Linked DNA regions of Anser cygnoides: region 2 is linked to region 1. A link is a contact called in public Hi-C data. All regions are on one chromosome and are shown on one strand. The core of a region is the stretch at or near the end of the contact, and the rest is flanking DNA. Distances in the headings are between cores, read along the strand shown.

What was found. A called contact is a pair of places that touch in the nucleus more often than the background predicts.
Region 2: a contact with region 1 is called in a Hi-C map of liver, with 3 times the contacts expected there. The contact joins two enhancer-like sites. A contact is called at or near these places in 2 of 7 Hi-C or Micro-C datasets (both in liver).

The regions. Positions count from the first base shown.
Region 1 is chr1:3,643,447-3,650,002 of Taihu_goose_T2T_genome, reverse strand. It overlaps MKLN1 (muskelin 1), which reads left to right. Exons shown (of 17, transcript XM_067001431.1): 13 at 3,370-3,517; 14 at 4,363-4,477. Among named protein-coding and RNA genes, the nearest start is that of PODXL, 70 kb to the right of the region's middle. Within about 2 kb of position 2,807, at least 1 of the 3 cell types and tissues checked has open chromatin away from gene starts, as enhancers often do. A contact at or near this core is called in liver, where this site is marked.
Region 2 is chr1:4,085,965-4,092,520 of Taihu_goose_T2T_genome, reverse strand. No RefSeq gene overlaps it. Among named protein-coding and RNA genes, the nearest start is that of PFKFB3, 67 kb to the right of the region's middle. Within about 2 kb of position 3,665, at least 1 of the 3 cell types and tissues checked has open chromatin away from gene starts, as enhancers often do. A contact at or near this core is called in liver, where this site is marked.

The sequences.
Region 1 (6,556 bases), core at 1,558-4,057:
TCAGTTTTGCTGTTTTATGTCCTTGGAGCCGTCTGCCCGCAGCTGATCTGAGTGATAGCGGGGCCTGAGAGGCGCTCCGAACAGCATGAAATTGGGGAGATTTGCTCCAAAGCTGACTTATTTCTGCATGTATGCAGAGAAGTGGAAGAGTGAGGGCACTTCGATGCAGCCCTTCGTACAGCTTTGTGTACCCCTTGGATCCAGTACCTTGCAAACAGTAGTTCCTGCAGTCCCTTGGCATTACTGGTCTGATTCTTATCCTGTGGTATGACTTTTTATTGAGTCTTAAGATTTAAAATAAACAAAAGCCAACACCAAAAACAAACACAAAAACCAAACATCCTAAGCAATCCATTACAGGTTCGATTTAACGTCTTGCATGCGAAACGAGATTTCCATCCCAGCATACATTTTATTAGCTAAATATCACGGGGACTTCTCGCAAGTTTACAGCCCTTGTCCCTCTCTAATATGCTGACCTCAATGATTTGAATTCCATCCAGCATCGACTGCAAGTCAGCTGCACTTGCAAATGATGAAGCTCTCTTACCCCCTAGTGGAAGTGTTTGTTACTCTTCGTTTTCTGTAGCCCTTTTGCTCTATCAAGGGTCGGAATTCATTGGCAAACATCTTTTTGATGTTTCTGTTGTCTTTAAAGTATCGCAGCATCTCCCTCCTACTGTGTAGTAGCTTGCCTTATTTCCTTTGATTTATATTTAGGGACTTGTTCATCAAATTTGTGGGGGTTTTGTTTAATTATATTGCATCTAACTTTTGGTTGTCTTCTGCAAAAGACTGGATTCCAGCTTTGTGTCGTCTAAGGCACTGCTTCAGTATGACTTCTATACAGTTACTAAGGTCAGAGTTTTTGCAAGTTGTTCCTTGTCTTAGGCCCCTACTAAATCCATATTATATATATTTTTGGGTATAATTTTTTTCTAGACTTTCTGCATTTGGAACAGTCTCAAGAGGAGATTAATGTACTGCTGAGGGAAGCTCGGAATTACTTGACTTGAATTTGGTTTTGATTGCAGTTACTGCAGATGAATCATATTTTATTACCAAGATTAAAAAACAGAGGCACTGAACTTTGGAGACTTTTCCCTCCTTCGTTATTTAAATAATAATTTCAGCTTCAGAAAATCAAGCATAAGCTAGATACAAAATGCATTTATTTAACGATATTTCAGGAGGAGGGATGAGACTTCCGTAGACGAGTTTCATATGCTTTCTGTATCAATGGTAATATGCTAACCATATTCTTCATGATTATAATAATTTTCATTTCAGTGAGCCTGAGGTATTAATGCTCTGAAGATTTGCATGCTTTTTTTTTTTTCTAAAAACACGGCATGGTCTCGAATGTTCAAAGCAGCAGATAGGGTTGCATAGACATTTGCCATCTACATTAGCATTGCTGATCAAATTTAGATGGCTCTCCTGCCAAAAATATCTCAAATATGCCTTGAGTTTAATCCTTCTGGGTCAACAATTCAGTCCCTGACTATGCAAAGAAACACGTTACATGATACTTACTAAAAATTAACGATTTTTGGTCTTCGATTGTCTTTTTGCTCTCGATTTCTTTATTGGGTGACTTTCACAGTACTCTTTAGTTGGATTAAAAAGCTTCCTTGTGGTTTTGCAGCTCAAACAAGGTACGTAGGTGTTCTTGTGCCAGCATTGTTCCTTGCTTTTTTTTTCCTCTGCTCTGTACCAATTTGCTTATAAACCGGATGAATTTTCCTTTAAACTTCATGGCAAAATTGAAGGTCAAAACAGGGAGGCTGATGCTGATGAGGGCTCTGAAGGCTTTTCCATAAAAACAATAAGCAAGGAGTTTGTCAACAGGGCTCTGAAAATGAAATACCCCAATATATTTCAGTTTCTGCTTAGGTTTACATAAGAATTAAGCATTTTAAGAAATGTTTATTTTTTGGCTTTACTAAAGATTTTGGTAAGGGCTTATGCTGTAGAAAACCAAATGCTGCCCAGAATTTTTACATTGACATTTATTACTTTCCTGGCGCACCAAATGAAAACAGAGAAGCATGAGACCAAAACCTATTACAGAAGAGGCTTACAAAATACCGGTTTGTGTATCCTTAAACAGCGATATTAAACGGCTTTATTAGCACAGGGCTTGTTTTCTAGGCCGTGTGTGTCGTTCACAGTTAATTGCAGGGAAGAATTTGCAAAATACAAGAGTTCTGAGAATTTTTCATGCCAAAATCTTGATCGGAGGCCAGGACCCTTTACCAGCCTTTGTAAACTGACCCAGAAAGAGAAATGAGACAAACAGGATCTGTAAACAAAGATCACGTGCTCTTCACAAATACATTTTGGAAGGATGGTTGCCTAGGGAAACAGGAAATGGGAATTATACAACAAACAAAAAGGACTGCCAAACAAATTTGCTGACCTTTTTTCGGGGAATTATGATGAAAACTGCTGGAATCCTCAGTATTTCACCATACTTCTGAACCTGAAGGTGGAGCAGAAGAATAGCCTGATAATTATACCATAAGTATTCAGAAAATACCAAAAACAAAACAACCCTTTCCTTGAAATATTTTTCCTAAAAGAAGCAACACAAAGCTGTGAGCTATGTAGTTGTGAGTTCATCTTGAATTTTTTTGAGTTTCCAGCTTTTTCAGTTATGTGGGAATCAATGCTTCCTTTTACAGATGAGCTAATAATAATTATTCCATTCATATCTTGCAGGGATTGCCTAGCTCTATTGCAATGCAGTTTTATTCTAATTTTGGAGACAGAGTTTCCCAAAGCCCTGTCCATATCTCGCCCTAGGAAACAGCAGCTCTCTGGATGTTTTTTCTGTGCCTCCAGGCATCACAAAGAGGAAAGGAATGAGCAAAGTTACCCAGGACCTACCCTTATGGGGGAAGGAAGGAGTCAGCTTCTGGGTGACGTTTCTTGCTCTGGTCCCTCTCATGTGGTTTTGGAGGGCACACGCGAGAAGTAAATTGTTTGCTTGGTGACTTCTACACAGCTCCTCTTTTAGAGATGTGCTGCTTCAGTTTTAAGTTGTGGCAGTTAACAAGAATACTGAAAGAGGAAAAAAAAATACTGGCTTGGCTTCACTCAGTCCATTGGAATTGGTTTTATGTGACAGATGAAGAGGTGAAAGTACTTAAAAAGAAGAAAATAGGGGAACTAGGTAGTGAGGTTAGATGTAAGATGCTCTTTATCCCAGAATACTGAGAAGTTAGTTAAATGAAATCTCCTGCTTGCACCATGGAAATCGGAAAATGTGCTGAAGTTCAGAGGGAGAAAAATGCTTTTGTCTGGTGCTTGGATCCTTTCTTGTGTACTCCTGCATTTTTAGTGTGTAACTTCTCTTTTTGTCAGTTCCAATGACAGGTTTCACTCAAAGGGCTACCATTGATCCAGAACTGAATGAAATCCATGTCTTGTCAGGGCTCAGTAAAGACAAGGAGAAGCGGGAAGAGAATGTAAGGAATTCTTTCTGGATTTATGACATTGTGAGGAACAGCTGGTAAGTTGATGAAAGGAGTACTATTTCTAACCTCCACGCGGGTTTCTTTAGAAAGCAATCCCACACGATCATACCTCCCAAGTAACTCAATAACTACTTATAACCATGCAGTGGTTGTTAATCTTAAAGACAACTGAGTTCCCTTCAGGCACCTCTCCCAGAGTCTTTAGAAAAAAGACACATGAAAGGGGGAAGCTGTATGAGCTCTTCCTTTACTGGAGGATGGAGGAGAAGTAAGTCCTTATATTAAATTTTTCCTGTAGGAAATGCTCAAGGCCAGGGTTCATTGTCAGTGCAACAAATTCAGTCAAAATGGAAGTTGTTAATTCCAGCGTACATGGTACTGTTTATTAGAAGTGAAGGAAACCGTTCCTCCCTTTATGAATGGGGATGGAGAAAAGTTCATGCTAGAGCTATCGGCTCTTTCCTGTCTGGATTCAGTATTTCATCAGGTGGCTGCTAGATTTTGTATTCTGAGAAAACATCTCCATCTATTTGCTATATGGTATTTGGTAATTGGCTGCCACTACCCCTTTCTGGAGCTGGCAGCATTGTTGTATTTAAGTTCTTTCTAACATGAGGCCAGTCACTCTGAAGGCATGTGTGCTGTTTTTTAAAAATGGGTCTTCAGTTGGAAAAAAACTTAATTCTGCATGGAAATCAGTGATTGAAATCATAGTTTTGATAAAGTTTGTGGCCTAGGTTTCCCATATCTCTGATGTGTCCAAGATGCTATTCTCCATAATGAAAAATATTTCATAGTGACCGTTCTGCTACCAAGTAATGCAACATCTGAAGATACCACCGAGGTACTATCAATCATTACTTATTGTTATATATTGCAGGTCTTGTGTCTATAAAAATGACCAAGCAGCAAAAGAGAATCCAGGTAAAAGCCTTCAGGAGGAGGAGCCCTGCCCAAGGTTTGCCCATCAACTGGTGTACGACGAGTTGCACAAGGTATGAGGGTTTAGATACATACACAATGATTTCACTCTTGTTGCTCATCCAGCATGGTTGATTCTTCGCAGGCAGTACGACTTAATACAGTTTTTTGTCTGATGTTCCTGTTTGGATTAATCTGGTGGGTAAATTTCAGTTAACTCATTGTTGTGTTTTGAAACAAGCAGTTAAGGTACTTTTCCCGTCAGTGCAAATGAAATGTGATGGCTCCTACACGCAATCAAAGTGCAGGCAGTGAATTTTACTAAACCTACAGATTTTGTCCAGCAGCTAGCTACTGACTGTTCTCATACTTGAAAACACCTGAAGTTTTGTGCATTATCTTCCGGGGCTGGATCTAAAAACCTGCTAGCAACTGGAGTTTTCTTTAAACTAAAGAAAAAAAACAAAACTTTTGCATTCATCCTTCCAAGTACTCTACATTTCTGTGAGAAAGCGTGTTTGAACACTTTGTTTTGATTCTGTGAAGAATCTGCTGTAGCAAGTGCCTTACCTTCCCCAGCATGTCAGAAGCAAAAATCATTCTTTAGAACTATCTGATTTTAATGGACAAATACATGCTTAATTATACTTAAAATTGTTTATAGTGTATGCATGACTGATGAGTAAACTTAGGGCATTGTGCAAGTTAACCGATAAAAACCTAAACCCAAGGATTAGGTTTCTGTAATTTCATTATCTATGAATTTAAATTAGTGACAAATTTACTTCAAATTTCAGGGATATTATGTGATTAAACATAATAATTTGTTTTACCCAGTTTAAAACAGCCTGAACTGAAAAAGACAAATATAATTATCATTCCGTAGGATGTTAATTAAATATGGGAAAGTTTGCAGGTGGAGGGGGGAATTTGAGGAAGAATGGGTGCAATGTCTGGAGAACTTGTGTTGTTCGTCTTCGTTGCACGTGTTAGTGGTAGGCTGTAAATACTGTTCCATCCTTGAAGTGTAAAGTACCATGAGATTGAGAGCAAAATTCTGTAAATTATTTTGAAGGTTTCTAAATCGTGGCAGTTGCCCAGCTTTGTCTGAAGAGCTGTTTGATGTGCTTGTTTTGAAGAGTCTTATTTTTAGAAACCTCTGTTCAAATGACCTTTCTAAACTCCTCTGATATAAATAAGGAGAGCCTACATCAGTGGGATGTAGAATACATTGTTTTGAGTGATTATTTTTAAAGCTGTGTAGAAAGGTAGCTTGTTAAGCTTCTTGAACCTCAGAATTTGAAGACCCTTTGTGTCTGTTTAATATCAGCAGTTCAGAGCCTGAAATACGAAATGATGTGAAGAAAAAAAAAATGAAGAAACTACGTCTTTTTTTTTAACACTTCCACATTCCTTGAGATTTGCCTCATTCTGCAAATATAGTTTTGCATTTCAAAGATGTTGCATCTGAAACTCTCAGAAAGGCTGTTAAAGACTACTTCATTTGAGCTACCTTCAAACTAATGAACTCTGCATACAGCCATAGTCAGTGTTTCTGTGATTGGTGTCTCTGGATTGATAGAAGATCAGTCACAGCAATGGTTGGGACATCTGACTCCAAATAAGATTTGGTGCTTTCCTTTCTCAGCTCTTCTTAGCATTACAGTTTTGCCTTTTTTGTTTTACTCTTTATTCAGGTAGATCTTTCCCTGTTGTTCCTCACGTAGTAATTGTATCAAACATCTTCCAGCTAGGCTGTTGTATTAAGGTGAAATAAATCTGCCTTTCCAGAGAAGATGGAAATATTTTTGTCTGCAAGACAGATTAAGGTTGTCTGGAGCTTACAGGACTTGAGGGGGATGCAGGCCTATTTTCATCTCCCAAGACTGTGGTGTGCTGGACTGGACATGTCACTTTATTTTGAACATCTTCAGCAGTGCACCTTCACTGACAGTGCTCTGACTGGAGTCAGTGCATTAGTCTACAAAGTTCCTTTTTTCTCAGTCTAACAAGCTTAAAAATTTCTTCTTCAAAGAGAGTCTTGATTGCTGTGATCATCTCACAATTATATGTATACAATCTATTTCGCCCTAAGTGGAGAAGGGCCCTAATGCAGGTGCCTTAATTTTGACAGTCTCATGATGGTGGTAGTT
Region 2 (6,556 bases), core at 2,416-4,915, 440 kb before region 1:
ATAATTTGGATCTTCTGCTCTTGTGACTGCTTTTCAGGAGTATCCCAATTCAAAGGAAAATGAGATATTTCTCCTATGGGGAAAGCGTGGCACTGATGAACTGAGATGCTTGTGGTCATCCAGAAGGCAAAGCTGGAAACTAATCCCAGTTCTCTTGACCATCAATCCAGGCTCCTAACCACAAGGTGAAGCCATGCATCCCAGCCACTGATCTTCAGATCCAGGACAGCATCCAGCAGATCTGCCAGCTGAAGGCTGCCCTATTTCCCACCATGATAGGTAGAAAGGCAGTGAAGTATGTGAAGTATCCAACATCCAATTTAACTAAGCCCAACTTCACTCTTGAACATATTGGAGGGCAAATATCCATCTCATTAATTATTTGGGCCCCTTAAAGAAGGGTTAGGGATGCATGGCTGTATCATACTGCTTCAATGCACAAGTAAGTCCCAGTTGCATTTGTTGCAATGCTCTTAAAACTTGAAACTTCTCCCTTCCCACTCCCCCTCCTGGCTTTGTGCATTGATATTCTCCACCATCACGCTGCACTGATGTGACACTGTGAGTTGAATCTCAATTAGTGGGTAGGGGGTACGGTCCTCAGACAAAAATCCAATAGAAGCTGCCTGCCATTGAAGGGCAGTGAGCAGATAAATGTGTTTGTCTATGAGTGTGAAAACAAATGGAATGGGTTGTGGTTTTACTGGAAGCAAGGTGCCGATAGTGGAAACAGGTCAATAAAAAAATGACTCTTAGTTGCTCTGTGGAAATGTCTGGGAAAACTGAAATGAATAAGGAAAGCAATTTAGCTAGGGGAAAAAATAAAAAGAGAGGGGAAAAAAAAAAGGAAAGAAAGAAAAGAAAACCTGTATTTTATTAAATTCCAGCTTTCTTTCTTTCTTTTTTGAAAATTCATGGGATGCTTGAGAAAGGTCTGGATCATCACTCTTCAAAGCCGATGTTCAAGCCTCATGCACAGCAGCTGCCTTTTTACACCATGTTTCCAATCTGCTTAGCTATCCCTGGGGCTTTCAGGGCTGGTTTGTAATGATTTTTCTGACACAATCTCTAAGTTTTAGTTGGAGCAGCCACTTGCCAAAGGTGTGCAAACTGGGTGAAGGTGAGTCGGAGTATATCCATAAAGGTCTGCGGGTGACTAAGTCTGAATGGAGGTCCCACACCTTGGTATCTCTATGGACCCAGTCCTTAGATCTCACTCTACTGCCCTAATGCTATGGAAATCCCTTACAGTTGGGGTGTCCAGTGCCAGCTGACATGACCTATCTAGCCTCCAGCTGCCAATCCCAAAGGTAGATTTGTTGTCTTGCAGATCCTGGGTCATATCTGCCAGCTCCACGTAGACCTTTCAGGCCTGGAGCAAGTTCGAGCAAGTGAATCAAGGTCCTGAACTGGGGTGAGATGATGGCCACCTCCAACCCTAAATATCTGAAATTGGAAGGTGCCAAAGGGAGGCAGAATGTGTTGCCAGTAAGCCCCAGAAGCTGTGCAGGCATCTTCACCTGCATGTTCTCAAAGAGCTATGCTATTCATTTAATTTTGTACTCTCCACAATGGCTGCCAGAGATAAGAAAGACCACTTCCCAGTCAGGGCAGGATGTTTTGCAAGCTGCGTAACTCCCCGGGCTCATCTCTGATTCACATTTCTGTATCCTCCAAACCTGAGATTTCAGCTTTTCTGCCCAGCAGGTCCTGTTTCACAGCCTTCAAACTATAGCCTTTACGTAACATGTCTCTATCACGTTTATCACTTACACTGTAGTGCAACCCCTCAGAATTTTACAGAACCATTAAATACCAAAGATGATGACTCTCTGGTAAATAAGGAAGGTGTCAAACATGGGCAGTGTTCTTTGTGCTATGTTCTCCTTTGGCTTTTTATTAGACTAGCAAGAAGGAAGTTTGTAATTGCAATGCCCAAACCACCCAGTTTTCTGCGTGGTCTACAGCGCTACCAACAACAGTGTTTGAAACAGAAAACAAGTCAAGTGAGAAAGGAAACACAGGACAAGTGTAGAGACTTCCTTGTTTTTCTGCCAGACCACTTCCTTCCTGCCCTTCCTTTCTGCTCTCACTAATAACCACAGTCTCTTGCTGTCTTAAGTCTCTCTTCCTTGACTCATCCAGAGCCCAGCTCTTCCAAGCAGACACCAAAATCCCACTTCTGGTTCTCTCTGCCTGGTGGAGCTGGCTGGGGACAAATTCAGGAGCTTGATTTGATTGCTTGTTTTAGTAACATAAAGACATTTATTGCAATTTGAGACACCCTTGAATGCTTGAAACATCTGGAAAGGACTTTCAGATGTTGCACAGCACCTGTGGAAGACCAGGGTACCTGGAGAGACACCTGGAACCCACACAGGATGCCTTTCAAGTGGTCCTAGATACTTATGCGTGGAATTAGCTTTCTAGATCCCAAGATCTAGATACCAAGTAGGGGCAGGATACAGGTGCTTAAACATCTGGAAACTTTTGCAGTGCCCAAAGGTATCTGAGACACTTGCTCAAGACTGACAGATGTGATACAGGAACACAGGGGACATCTGCTCTTCTAGCACAGAAGCTGAAGACCAGGCAGGATTGATCACAGAGACTAAGGTGGCAGCAGACATTGGCATCCAGGCAATTGAAAGCTACCCTAGATGTCCAGTGAGTACTTAGGAGCTCAGACATCAGGCTCACATGAAGACACCAACACTGTAAGTATCCAAAGGAAGAGAGGACAGCCTCCAACAATTTTAGGGGTGCCGATTTTAGCTTAAAAATCACATGGCGAGATAGATGCATGCCCTCTGGGCTAAATAAAAACACTGCAAAGCCCCTTGAGGGTGACTGATCCTTTTAGATGGACAGGTGACCATCTGTGATCGGTCAAGTCCTGGTTTAACCTTCCCGTCGTGTCGTAATACACAGTGTGCCATGTGGTTTGGCTCTCTCCTAGAGAGAGCAATCAGAAATGTTGCTATTATCTCCCATGGCTTTTTTTTTTTTTTTTCAGTTGGGCTACAGGAATGAAAGATATGGCTGGGATTTCAGGGCCACCAAGATATTGGAGCAATCTGAAATCATATGGTGCTAATGAACCAGAGAACTCAATGCTGAAGTTGTCATTTAATCATTAACCATCTTCTGAACTGCATTAATTTGGGCTTCAGAGTTATTACCTTGCAGAAGCCTTTGATCTCAGTTTAGGGTGATTTCAAAATCACTTTCAACATATCAGATATGATGAAGCATCCGAGAAAACCGGTGCTTCCCCTTGTTTTCACTGTGCTTCAAAATGGGACAGAGATTTCTTTAGAGTCAGCCAAAAAAGGAAATTGCAAACACCTGAATTCTTTTTTTAATCAAAGTTTATATTTCTACATGTGCTTACAAGATATTACGACAACCTTTCCTGACTTATCCACCATCAACCTTGAGAGAAACAGCCTTCCAGAGCCTACCAGAAGTTGGCATGAGGCAGAAATAAGCCCCATAAGAGGTCAGAGAAGGTTCAAAAGAGCAAAATGAGGACAAAAAGGAAGAAGAACCTGAAACAACAATGCAAAATCATGGGACTGAGCAGCGAGGCATGTGAGATGCAACTGAATCCACTCACTTCAGACCTTGTCGGAGGGTTATGTTGTCGAGGCCATGCAGATGTAGGAGTCAGTGGGAGAAGGAGCCACACGTGGTAGGGGGACGGGCAGCAGAAGAGGGGATGGCATGCTCTGATAGCAGTGACTGCAGTTTCTGGCTGCCTAAACCATTTAGATCTGGACTTCTTGGGTCCCTCTACATCTCTGGGCACAGTTTTGCCTCTTTCCCTTGGGGCTGTGCATGCTTGGGGATGAAGGTTTGCTCTTAGTTTGTCCAGAGAAGTGTCAAACAGCAAAGAGATCCCCATGCCACAGGGCCCCCAGTCCCATGGCTACCACAGGACACAGAAAATATCATGATTTGAGTAGACCAAAAGCACTGTATCCACATTCCCTCTTCTCTCCCACTAATTCATTGCCAAACTTTTCCTTCACTCTGGCTAGTGCATGCAGCATTGGTCCTGCCTTCAGCCTAGGTGTGGTGCAGTGTAGACAGAACCATGGGAAGTGGAGATGAGTCAGCTCCTGGCCGTGGTTCTTTATGTTTCACATACACATCAGCTGCAAAAGACATCCTCAGAAGTTAAAGAGCTAGTTATTTCAGACCAAACTATGAGGAAAGAGAGAAGGAAGGAAGGAAGGAAGGAAGGAAGGAAGGAAGGAAGGAAGGAAGGAAGGAAGGAAGGAAGGAAGGAAGGAAGGAAGGAAGGAAGGAAGGAAGGAAGGAAGGAAGGAAGGAAGGAAGGAAGGAGGGAAGGAAAAGAAAGAAAGAGAGAAAGAGAGAAGGAGAGAAAGAGAAAGAAAGAAAGAAAGAAAAAGAAAGAAAGAGAGCGAGAGAGAGAGAGAGAAAAAGAAAGAGAAGGAAAAAGAAAGAAAGAAAAAGAGAAAGAAAGAAAGAGTGAGAGAGAGAGAGAAAAAAGAGAAAAAGAAAGAAAGAAAGAAAGAAAGAAAGAAAGAAAGAAAGAAAGAAAAAGAAAGAAAGAAAGAAAGAAAAGAAAAAGAAAGAAAAAGAAAGAAAGAAAGAAAGAAAGAAAGAAAGAAAGAAAGAAAGAAAGAAAGAAAGAAAGAAAGAAAGAAAGAAAGAAAGAAAGAAAGAAAGAAAGAAAGAAAGAAAGAAAGAAAGAAAGAAAGAAAGAAAGAAAGAAAGAAAGAAAGAAAGAAAGAAAGAAAGAAAGAAAGAAAGAAAGAAAAAGAAAGAAAGAAAGAAAGAAGGAAAGAAGCAGTCATGTGTCAATGATAAACACAAAATGAGTCACGCCGTAAGAGGCTGCACCTGAAAGGAAATCTAAAACAGCAACTTCCTCCTCGCTGCGGGCTGCAGTTTGCTGCTGCATACAAGGAGTAGAGATAGAAAAGTGAAAACGTCTGCTTTCTGCCTCATGGTCAGACATAACCAGTGTTATAACCAGAGCCGTGCAAAGGCCCCATCCTTCATTTCCCCAGCCAGGGCTGCAGTTGTAGAAGAAAAAAATAATAAATTTCTCCATGCGAGTAAAAGCTTTGCATCAAAACTATGTGATGTTGCCAGTGACGGCAGGCTCGACCACAGCCGAAGTTCCCACAGTGAAGTGAAACTCGAATGTCTTCAGCAGCTCTGGCAAACACATGCCAGCTCTGCCTGAAGCCCTCAGACAGAGACGTTTCCCCTCCACTGGTGCAGGAGAGAGGTCTAATTCTCTGCTAACCTGTTTCTCTGCTTGTTTATACAGAGTTGTACATTGAAATAATTAAGGTCTTGTGGGAAACCTCGACTTTAAAATAGGAGAATATATATATATATATGTATATGTATATAAAGACATTTTCTGTGTAATTTTTCAAAAGTCACACGCAGCCTTGGCATCTTGTTGTTTCAGACACCCCAACCCAGCACCTGGAGCTCAGCCTGCAGGGGCAGGGACAGCCGATGCTGAGCAGCAGGGCCTCCCGGGTCCTTGATTCCTCTGCATCTTTCCTCAAATTTCCCCTTTCTGCTGCTTGCCTAGAGACAAAAACCTCCCATCCCTAGCAAAGAATGGAAGAAAACTGCATGAACTTTAGGAGGCAGGGCCTGTCAGAAGATGCCTGAATCCTAGCTTTAAAAAATATATATGTATGATGTTTCCCACTTTTTTCTTTTCATCTGCAATCATTTGCTGAACTCAGGCAGAATTCACAGTGATTTTTGCCCATCCAAAGCAGTGCTTCACACCAAAAGCCCCCTCTCAGCCCAATCCTGAGCTGAAACCACTTGCCTTTGGAGCCACCGGGAGTCCAAAGCCACTGGCATCGTCCAGCCCTAGCCCATAAATCACAAGATTGGACCTGGTATGAGAACTAACAGAGACCGAAACAGGTCCCGCTCCCCCCGCAGAGGCACTGGCTGCTTTTGCAATTAGAAGAAGGACTCCAGTTTACATTCCAGGGCTGTGGGTCAGACTTGAGTGCTCCTCTTTTACATCGTGAGGCAAGATGTGCCTTCGTTTGCCAACCAAGCTCCACGCTGACATTTAACCCAAGACTACAGTCTGCTCCTAGCCCCAGCCAGCCCAGGCTGCCTCTCAATGCTTGCGGCTTCTTCCAGGAAGCTGCCACCAGCTTCCAATTTCTCTTGCCTTAATATTTACTTCTTTATTTGCTTCTTTATCTTTCACTGACATTTCCTGGCTCTGCATCTCCATGTGACTCAGAGATTTTCCCGGACCCTGACTCGGCGGTGTTGTTGGCTCCAGGGGATGAGATTAATAAATACCACTCGCTCGCCCGCTCATGATGTCAAACTGTAATTAGGAGGGAAGTGGGGGGGGGGGTTGTTTTGGTTGTTTTGGTATTTTTTTACTGCCAGCACTCTGAGTTTCCTCCTAACCCCTATTTGGACCTGAGCTGCGGCATGCGTGTTATAAAGCATCTATACTATTTTAATGACCAACGGAGAGAAAATGAAACAGCCTGCTTTTTTTTTTTGGTTCCCGGTATCT